2 separate regions of the Mus musculus genome follow, and region 2 is linked to region 1. The links are chromatin contacts, called in public HiChIP or PLAC-seq maps. All regions are on one chromosome and are shown on one strand. Each heading gives the region's core, a stretch centred on a gene start, on an enhancer-like site or on the middle of the called end of the contact. The rest is flanking DNA. Distances are from core to core; before and after follow the strand shown.

What was found. HiChIP or PLAC-seq counts read pairs in DNA pulled down with a chosen protein or histone mark.
Region 2: a contact with region 1 is called in an H3K4me3 HiChIP or PLAC-seq map of bone marrow-derived macrophages, with 2.6 times the contacts expected there. The contact joins two enhancer-like sites. A contact is called at or near these places in 2 of 484 Hi-C or Micro-C datasets (bone marrow-derived dendritic cells and uterus) and 2 of 115 datasets of contacts at active chromatin or transcription factors (bone marrow-derived macrophages and fibro-adipogenic progenitors).

The regions. Positions count from the first base shown.
Region 1 is chr11:64,515,176-64,520,703 of GRCm38.p6, forward strand. Hs3st3a1 (heparan sulfate (glucosamine) 3-O-sulfotransferase 3A1) reads left to right here. Exons shown (of 2, transcript NM_178870.5): 2 at 5,023-5,528. Among named protein-coding and RNA genes, the nearest start is that of F930015N05Rik, 81 kb to the left of the region's middle. Within about 2 kb of position 2,031, at least 25 of the 459 cell types and tissues checked have an H3K27ac peak or open chromatin away from gene starts, as enhancers often do. A contact at or near this core is called in bone marrow-derived macrophages, where this site is marked.
Region 2 is chr11:64,651,820-64,656,897 of GRCm38.p6, forward strand. No RefSeq gene overlaps it. Among named protein-coding and RNA genes, the nearest start is that of Gm30305, 65 kb to the right of the region's middle. Within about 2 kb of position 3,577, at least 20 of the 459 cell types and tissues checked have an H3K27ac peak or open chromatin away from gene starts, as enhancers often do. A contact at or near this core is called in bone marrow-derived macrophages, where this site is marked.

The DNA.
Region 1 (5,528 bases), core at 781-3,280:
TTCTGACTGTGCTGTATTGGGCGTATATGTTGGGTGTATTCGGGTTTTGATGAGTATTTGGGTACCTTGAATTTGGGACCATCATGAGTATGTGACCATGGGTGGACAGCTGTGCACTGTCACTAGTTGCTGGGGATATGCATTTGGCTCTCATAAATGGTGCCAACCAGTTCTAGAGTCACCGTGTCTGCTTGCACTCCACCAGTAAGATTCCAGTTGCTGCACATCCTCACCCACACTGGGAAAACCTCAGTTACTTTTCCTCTAGCTGTATGGGTGGATGAGTCAGGTTGGGGTATTGATACAGGTGGTATTAATTTTCATTTCCCTGATTAATCAATCCAAATAACTTCTCAAGAATTCATTAAACATCTGAATACTGTGTTTTTATGGAATTGTTATTCAAGGCTTTTGCTCATTTTCTTTCATTCTGTTTATTTATTTATTTAACTTATTGATTTGTAGGAGTTCTTTGTGTATTACAGATATGGCTCTTGACAGACATACAGTTTGTAAATACTTCCATGCTGGGGTTTGTCTCTTTACCCACATGATGGTATCGCTTGCCAAACGTCTTTACTTTTCGTTTACTCCAGTTTATCATTTTATTAATTTGTTTCTTCAATGCATTCTAAACATTTTTCCTCCTTCAGAATCATTAGACTCTACTTTTGTAAATTTTCAGCCTGCTTATATCTACAAGCAATGTAGGATTTGTTTGAATGTACTATATAGTAAGAGATGATCAGTCAAAATTGAATAAATGCAATTTAATAAAAACAAATAGGAAAGGAGCATTTATCCATCCATCTACCCCCACCCATCCACCCATTCATCCATTCATCCTTTCATCCATCCATTTATCCACCCATTCATTCATTTGAAGCTATATATGGAGAAAGGTTGGTACTAGTTACATAGGGAACACAGGGATCAAGAAGACAACATGAGGACAATGGGAATCCAGGGAAAATGGGCTCATATTGGTAAAAATGCCTGAACACATGGGTCCTTTTGTACCTTCTTATTTAGATTAGAAGCATACCAAATGTAGTTGCTGAGTGGCCTGGGCGGCTACTTCTGGATGATTCTCCCAGTAACAGAGGTGTCTGTATGCAGACCAATGGTGAAGCATTGGCCACACAATCCAAAGGGGCATCCTGATTCTTACACTATGCCAGAGGCCCCACACAACGGCAAGTGCAGTGTGTCCCCTGCTCAGTGGGGAGAGAGAAAGACCTCCAGGTCATTCTAGCACTCCCACCAGAATCTATGGTCTTGACCATTGGCTTTGGTAGAAAAGAACAATCAACTTAGCCTGCCTGTCCTGGCTTGTTTGTCTCCAACATTTTTTGTAGTGTAGACAGCTACAGGAACAATCCCTAGACCCATAGAGATTACCCAATGACATATCAGCTCCAAAATGATGGTGGCATGACATTCGAAGCAGACACAAACTTTGATGAACAGCTCTTTCTGGTAACTGTATCCACTTGAAGACTATGCTCACCTCTCCCAAAACAACCAGTCAGTCTGTGTCTCTCCAAAGACATTGATCAGCTCATGACATTCAAGCCAAGCTTCTTTAATGTCTAAGCCCACTGGGCCAACGCTGGATAGCCCAGGGTCATGGCAGAGAAGGCATCTCCGGTTTTATCTGGGGTTCTGTTGTCTGGACTGAGGGGGTCCTCCTGCCAGTGGGACTCAGGTCACTGGTCACCACTAATTTTAGAGCAATGTTGCGCAACACTCTGGAGCAGAGTTGCTCTGTCTGTCCTTTACAGGCCAGATGCCTAAGCCTTGACTTCCCTTTTGAAATGAAAACCCGAGCTTAGGTAAATCAAGTTACAGCTTGTCTCTCCCCGCCCCATCCTGTCAGCAGTTAGAAGGTAGAAGCCACAAATTTCATTTTCTGATTTCAGATCAGTTCTACAAATGGTCAAAATTATTTTTATTTCCCTTTGGCTTAGCAAGATGAAAGTGAAACCACAGCCCCCTTGCGTACTTATTAGCTCCAGTGCTTAGTCATCTTTAAGCCAAAAGACATAATCTAGATAGATCCACCTCTCAAAGCCTTTGTTCCTTCTTGAGGGCTTTAAAAACTTGCTGTAAACTGTACTCAGCATAAAGTGGTCTGTCTCTGTGTCCTTAGGTTTAAGGGTATTAACTACATACACACACGTTGTGCAATCAGTCTCCAGAACTCTTGATCCTGGGTTGTTATCCATGGTGTAACAAATTCTTTCCTCCCACCGAACCAGTCAGATTTCCCCATCCCATGGGTGACAGGAGGTGATAAGAATGACCTTCTTGAGAAATTCTGTTGGGCTGTCTCTTTTTAAGCACTTCTTTGAGATAGACTTTTAAAATACAGATTCTTTTTCTGCGGTTTAGTAGTGTTTGTTTTGGGCAAGCACAATCTGAAGCTTCAATCTCTGAGAAAGGCTCCTAGGGATCTATTTGCTCCAAGAGACGAGCCAGCTAAGAACTCCCAAGAGCAGTCTGCCCTCTCTTTCAGATTTCAGGCAAAATGTGAAGTAAACTAGTTATAACTTAGAGATTATAGACAAGGAGACAGGAATCTGCCCCTGTGTTTTTAAGTCAACACACACCCCTTACCCCTCCAGAATATTTGGTGTTTGCTTAAAGCTCAACATTTTCCCATAGATTTGATCAAATTTCTTTTACTGGGAGATTCCAACCAGCTTTGGCCAGGTTTCCTGGCTTGTGTTGTACAAGGGCATCTTAAGTTCCAGAAGTGCTTGATCTAGCTGATTCCTCGGAGTCTTTGGCATGCACAGGTGAGGAAGGGCAATGGGCATTTCAGGTATGTTGCACCCATTTCCAGCTGTGCTCACCTACATCTGGATCTTAAGGTATAGTCAAGAGATGGGTTATAAAATAAATCGCAAAATTCTTTCAGAGTTAAAAATAGGAGTTGAGCACCATAGCTCAAATATACAACTAGCATGCCCACCTCAAAGAAGAGTAAAGTCACTTGATTAAGATTTCTAAAATAACAAACATGGGAGGAAAGCACTATTGTGTGAGCTGAAACATTGTTAGCACTAGGCACACAAGGCTGAGGAATGTGTGCCAGAAACAACCCTCATGAGAGAAGAAATACTTGCAAAGTAATTGAGAGGATGTCTGCCAATTGGCTTTAAAGCGATCCAGTTGGCATAGTTAGGGAGTAGATGAGGGAAGCTCCTATGTGAAACTGGCCATTGTTGTGCATTCCTGGAGGGGATATGATGTGCATGAGAGTCACTTGACGTGCTTTGTCTTTGATAGTTGACATTTCCCACTTATTGTCTACTTAGCAACCAGTGAAGATGGGGCAGGTGCTAGGACACCAGCAAAGAGAAGCATCCAACACTAAAACTGCTCACGGGGTGCTGAATGTGTGCTAAAAATACACCCTTTTAGTCTGAATGCTAAATAGATACTACAAAATTAGGGAAGCAAAACAGCCGATAAAATGAACAATAAATACAGCTGTCAAAAGAGAAAGCAGAACTCTTCAATGTAGCCGATAGGTATTTATGACAAAAGCCATTTCCACTGTACCCATGAGGTTTGCCCTCCTCCCAAGAGCACCAGTTGGGGACGGGTCTGAAATGCAGATTAATACCAGCCCCTCCTGCTACCTTTGCTTTCCCTACATGCCCCGTACCTTTGCATGCAGTTGCAGTATTAAATGTGTGCTCCTGTGTGCTGTGCTCTGATGCCCCATGGCTGCCCTTTCTCTTTGGAGCCTCCACTGCATAGGAACTTTGATAATGTGACAGCTAATGTGATTGCCAAGTTAGCCACTACATGGCTAATGGACAAGTAGTACATACAGTATGGATGTGCTGGGAAAAGGAAAGATTCGTGTCCGGCATAGACAGAGAGGGACTCTGGGAGATTCTCCCATGCTATTTGGAATGGCTTGTGATGTAAACATTATGGATTGCTTATTCCTGGAATTTCCGTGTACTATTTTCGGACTGTTGCTGGAGGCAGGTAGCTGGAATTAGGGATGAATTAATCACCGTTAGGGGAGGACACACTTTGATATTATGCTGAAAAGAAGGGGCCAAAAAGATGGCTAAGTGGGTCAGAGCACTTGCTGCTCTTTGAGAGCACTAGAGTTAAGCTCCCAGCACTTAGTTCTCAGGGGGCTCAGAGCCATATTTGAGCCTAGCTCCAGGAGAGCCAGTGCTCACTTCTGGTCACCAGAAACACCTGTGTACAAACTCACAGGGAGACTTATAATTAAAAAATAATAATAATAAATATTTTTAAAAGATCCCGTTGTTAATGAGGAAATCCTTGTTGAGAGACATTATTAGTTTTTGTACTACTCTACAACACTACTCTAAGACTTGAGGCAGCCCTGGACAGGATGGCATCCCGTATTTTAATGCGTTTTGATAGCACTATAATTGTGTTTGTGACAATGTAATTCTCTTTCAGGACACAGAGACATTGCATACTGTAGTTGGATAACTAACTAACAGAGCCTTTATGCTGTGTTGGGAGCATTTCAGAGCACTTGAGGTGCATTCAATAATTGCCACAAAAACTGTATGACAGAGGCGTTATGTCTCATGCTTGTCCCAATGGTATGGAACACAGACTTATGCATAAAATGCAAGTCCGAGTGGAAAGCACAGTCAGATTCACTCACTAGCACAAAACAGACATTTTTTACATTAGGAATTAAAATTAAAATTAAGACGGATGAACTCGGAAACTTCCTAGTATAGGTTTGTCTGTATTTTCTGCTATACAAAAATAACAGAATTGTTGTTTATATGTATGTTCACCTATGGCCACTAGTGTTAAGATTAAAAGACATGCTCAAGAAATGCAGAGCAGTTACTGCCACCAGGCATTCAGGAAGTCAGGGAGCTGGAATTGCCACCCACAGGGGAAGTCTGAGCCCAGACTGGGTGGCTTTTTCCACTTCTTGGGGTCCAAAAGGGGACTTGGTTCACTCTCCAGATTCTAACACGCCTTCTTGCTTTCCCACAGGGATTTGATGCCCAGAACCCTCGAGGGACAGATCACCATGGAGAAGACGCCCAGCTACTTTGTGACCCGGGAGGCACCCGCGCGCATCTCGGCCATGTCCAAGGACACCAAACTCATCGTGGTGGTGCGCGACCCGGTGACCAGGGCCATCTCGGACTACACGCAGACGCTGTCCAAGCGGCCGGACATCCCCAGCTTCGAGAGCCTGACGTTCCGCAACCGCAGCGCGGGCCTCATAGACACGTCCTGGAGCGCCATCCAGATCGGCCTGTACGCCAAGCACCTGGAGCCCTGGCTGCGCCACTTCCCGCTCGGCCAGATGCTCTTCGTGAGCGGGGAGCGGCTGGTCAGCGACCCGGCCGGCGAGCTGCGCCGCGTGCAGGATTTCCTGGGCCTCAAGCGCATCATCACCGACAAGCACTTCTACTTCAACCAGACCAAGGGCTTCCCGTGCCTCAAGAAGGCGGAGGGCAGCGGCAAGCCGCACTGCCTGGGCAAGACTAAGG
Region 2 (5,078 bases), core at 2,327-4,826, 140 kb after region 1:
GACAGATGGTCCAGCATGTCCAAAGTCAGTGCTTGGAAGACTGGTGAATCAGGACTACAAACAAGGCCTTGTCCATGGTGGATACAGTGCTGTAAGCTAAAGAGAAGTTCCTGCACCCTCACTATATCGGGATCCACACTCCAAGGGCACAACTGATCACATGCCTTGTATCACTCTGCGAGATGATGAGACACGTAACACTGTTATCACCTACCAGAATTGACAGACGAGATGGACAGAGGTAGTTTTCACTGCTTATTATACACAGCCAACAGTGTAATGCAGGCAGAGCGGCTCTGCACATACTCGGTAACCCTGACACTAGATCCAGGGCACCAAGGCCAGGGGACAAGAGGAGTTGGTGCTGCTTCAGCAAAACAGCAATATTCTTCTGGCTCCAGAAAGTTCAGAGATCTGTGCAGAGCCTCAGTGAAAGACTAGGGGCTCAGGCACAGCTTGCCAGGAGAGCGAAGAGGTGGGAAGGGAGGAGGGAGGAGCAGCAGCCAGTGTTCCTGGAGGGTCAGCAGAGGTTTCCACAGAGCAGCAATCCTGCAGAGGAGGCAAGCAATCAATTGAAAGGACTAAAGCCAGGGTCAGGAAGCGACTGAAGTACTTTCAGAGCTGAAATTGAATCCGAAGAGTAAAGTTCAAAGCCATAAGATACAACCTTCCAGGCTAAATCCCAGCCCTGCCCCCGTCATTGCAAGTATCAAGATGGTTATCAGTGTTAAAGGGAAAATCAATGTCTCCACTATTTTTAGAGTTTAGATGGAGGTCAGGGGGGGAAATCAATTGTAGAAAACTATGGAATGCTGTGATTGTGGTTCTTATTGCTCCCACACATCACAGCTTTGAACATGCAGAAGACCCCCATTGTACCAAAGTTTCATTAAGTTGACTCTGGGAACAGCCTGCTGATTTGGGTGGGAACAGTTCTAAGGTATGAACTCTGCGTGGAATGAGCCAGATGTCGCCTTGCTTACAGTCTGTCTTCTTGAGATCAGAGGTCTATGGTTTGAGTTCTGGGCTTTCTCCTCTTTCTAAAGATAATGCTCAATTTAACTCTGGGCCAGTGTGTGAGAGAAAGCACAAAGCAGAAAGGTCAAGGGAGGAAATGTCAAGTGGGAAACACCCTGGAAAGTTCTTGGGTTGCTTTCTCTGTGTTGGGATGTGAGCCTGTGGCTATTTTCCCTTCTTTTTTTCATTTTGCTCTGGTTTGATCCCAAGACCATGCCTTTTGGAAACAGACTAAGCTAGCAAGCCCAGTTCCCACAATGGCTTCCTCTGTGAGACCCACCCTAACCTCATGGCCAAGGCTGAGGACACACAGGAGCTCCAGGGAAACATGAGGAATCTTGCAAGCTGCTATTGTTATCCAGAATCAAAGAGTCCTGAGAAAATCTGACAGAGACTCAACTCATCCATATTTCTTCAATTTTTAGAGAAAACCTATTTTTATCATAATTCTAGAAGTTTTTTGTTTTTGTTTTTGTTTTTTTTAAAATCACAGACTTGGGAAATACAGAAGGATTGAAGATATGATTGAAAAATCAGCCACTGTCATGATTGGAGTCTGAAATGTCCCAAGCAAGTACATTCTTTGGCAAGCTGTAGAAGCTTAGGGGTTTGTGGACACCCTGGGGAAAGCATTATTGCTGAGCCTTTGAAAGTCACAATGCAGCTCCGAGCTCTGGACCATTCACTTTGCTTCTTGATCCACAGATAAGTGAGTGCGCTTCTGCCTCTGCCGCACACCTTAACAAACAGTGCTGACTGGGCCACAGCTTTCCTGCCATTGAGGTCTGAAATCGCCTTCAAATCATGAATCAAAATGAACCCTTCCTCCCCTGTTTTGTTTGTGTTAGGTATATTGGTCATAGTGACTCAAAACTACCTGATATACTCATAATCCTATTCTCTCTCTCTCTCTCTCTCTCTCTCTCTCTCTCTCTCTCTCTCTCATAAATTGGGGTAAATCTCTACAGTTATTTGTATTTAACTATAAAACATTAATTTTCTTTATAATAAAAATTTTATTAAAACCATACATGCATATAAGTATGCATTAAATTTGTCTTTACAGGGGAATGGAGAGATGGCTCACCAGTTAAAAGCACTGACTACTTTTCTTGCGAACTAACTATAGACATTTATGTTTAAAATGGCTCACATAGTTTTTATATGGAAATTGAAAACAGATTTTTTTGCTGAGAAACCCTAACGGAGTCTCTCAGAGCCTTTTTTGGAACGTTCTCACTGGTCTACCTATCCAGGTATGGCTTGGATGCTCATCACTATTCCGTACTCTGTGGGAGTTTCCAAGGACCAGCATGGAAATCACAGGGGGCTGAAGCTCAGCTCTTCTTCACTAAGTCTGGCTCTCAGGGGGTGGGCTGCCAAGGGCAACAACACAGAGCTTATTCCTTCGGTGAGTCATGAATGGGAGAAAAGGCTTTGTGTGTTCTTCACCCAGCTCTGAATCCAACCAGCTCTGCGTCCTTGAGAGAATTCCTGTTCTGTTATCAGACTGAGCTCAAAGCTTCTAGGATGCCCTTTGGAAAGATTGCTTTTTCTACCCGTGAAGCATTGTGTGGCTTTGGGGTGAAAATGGGAGTCAGACTGAACCTTAGAGAAAAGGCAGAGTTTGGGGTTACCTGGAGGGACAAGGAGATGAGATTCCCAGTATGGATTATGTGTTTCCTCTTAGAGGGCAGGCAATAGCAAATTTGGAGGAAATCTACAGAGTCTGGGATGTGAGGATAAGGAATCAGCTTTCATCAGCATGGATGCCCATAGGTTGTGGACATCTGAAACGTACAGTATGGGGCAATAGAAGTAGTTTGTTTGCAGTGTAAAAGACTTGGGGTACTAAGGGCAGTTCTGAGTCTGTATGAAAACTTTGAAAGAAAAGAGATAAGCCACAAAGTAAGGGGGGAGTAGACTCCAAAAAGACTCAAAAGAAAAAAAAAAGGCAAAGGCCTCAGTTTTCACCCTGACAGGAAAGGAGCCTGCAGATGTCTAGCTCATCTTTATAAAACACAAAGCTGTAAACTGGAGACTGTTCGACTTTCATGGGTTTTCCCAAGACGTGAGGTCACAGACAAATTCCTCCAATCTAGAGAGATGGACATAATGCCAGACATAGCAGATTTGCTTTCAGAAGCAGAAGATGCTGAGGTGCCAAGTATCAGAAGTTTTAGTATGTACAGTAAACCTGAGGAGGCACTAGAAGCCAAAGGTGCAGGTCCCTGGGAGCCACAGCTTTGGATGTAGGGATGAGACATGCTTCCTGGAGTTTTACATACAGGAAAACCACCAGGTTCTCAGGAGGAAATTAAGTGAAGCTCATGATGAAACAGGCCACCATGTTCTTTCCTTCAAGAGCCTGCAGTGTGGTGAAGGACTTCACCAGAGCCTTGAGAAGCCTGGGGGATGGTGTTTTCCCCACCATGGTAATTCCTTCTAGATTTCCTGTTACAGCTAGGGAGTCAGTAGGGAAGGCGTTAACTCAGGAGTGAGGCCACAAACCCACAAAAAAACAGAGTAAACTCTAAGATTGCAACATCCTTCCCTTTCCCATGCCATGGGGGTAGGATGACATCACCATTGTATTATAGCTGAAGGAGAAGTGAGACATAGTCATAACCCACTCTCTACACAGATTAATTTAAAACTTAAAGCTGAAACAAGGTTCCCATTGCTTTATGTATGTTGCCTTCCCTTCAAACACAAATCACAATGAACTATAACATTCAAAAAATAATAGTCCAAAGTTCCAGATATTAGGATCAAACTAAGATAGGGCAACAAACTAAAATGTATCGAACTGGAGATTTAAATTAGCAATGATTAATGTGTAAAGAGTTCTGACTGGAGAAATTGATCAACATGAAAGAACCCTAGGAGGAAGGAATCAAAACGGGAGGCTAGAAATAAGACACCGGAACTAAAATTATTTTTGAATTCTTAGTCAACACAAAGTATCATAACTTAAAGCAGCAATTATGATGACTTTTGGAACTTTAACATATGAATCAACACATGTTATGGCTAGACTGTCATAGGGACAGGAAGGAGGACTTTAGAATATTCTATGGCAAGATGCCTATGTGAAGTGCTATAATTTTGTAATAGTTGACTTAGGTCAATTACAAGTGTGTCTTGTAAGCTCTAGGGAAGCCACTAATTTATTGAAAGAAATATGGTTTATTTGCTAAGGAAATAAACAAATGTTTAAATAAAACCAGGCAATGCAGAAGGGAAAGATAAAAGCAACAAATATAACAAATAGGTTTTTTAAAAAAGTGTGCTATATACTGATTTGGTGTTAATAGTCACATTAAATGTGAATGGTCTAACCATTTAAAAGGTGGAGGTCTAACCATTTAAAACATGTGTGTGTGTATGTAGAGACTTAATTTAATAACATAATATATATGATTATATATACTTATATAATAATCATATATGCAATTGACTCAATAGCAAGGTAAAAATAAGTAGACAAAGAGCAAAATCATTCTTCTTCCATGTCTTTCTATAGGCATCCGCAGAATGTAAAGCCCAGATTAAAGGTGTGGCTTCCCTCCTTGAGATCTAGATTAAAGGTATTCGTCCTCCAACCTCAGGATCAGGATTAAAAGCAAGTGTCTTACTACCTTAAGCTTCAGATTAGAAGTAGACCTTCCTACTTCAATTTCAGCCTCACTCACGTGCCAACTATGTTCTAATTTTAGTTCATGTCAGATTTGTCAAGTTTACAACCAAGAATAGCCATCACACACACTTTAAAAACAAACCAGAAAGTAGAAGGAATGAGATCAGGATTGGGCAAAATGCTCCAGTGTTAGCATTGCTTACCTAGCCTGGGAAAGACCCTGAGTTTGAGTCCAGCACCACAAAAGGAATTAGCTGATTAGACAGTTAACTAATTAATTACTTGAAGACATGGAAACATAGATGCCATTCAAAAGAAAGTCAAAGTATCTGTATTACCCTAAATCAACATGACTTCAGAGCAAGGAAAAGGAGGAGGGGAAGGAAGGGGATTGCATTGCCTGGTGATACAGAAGTCAATT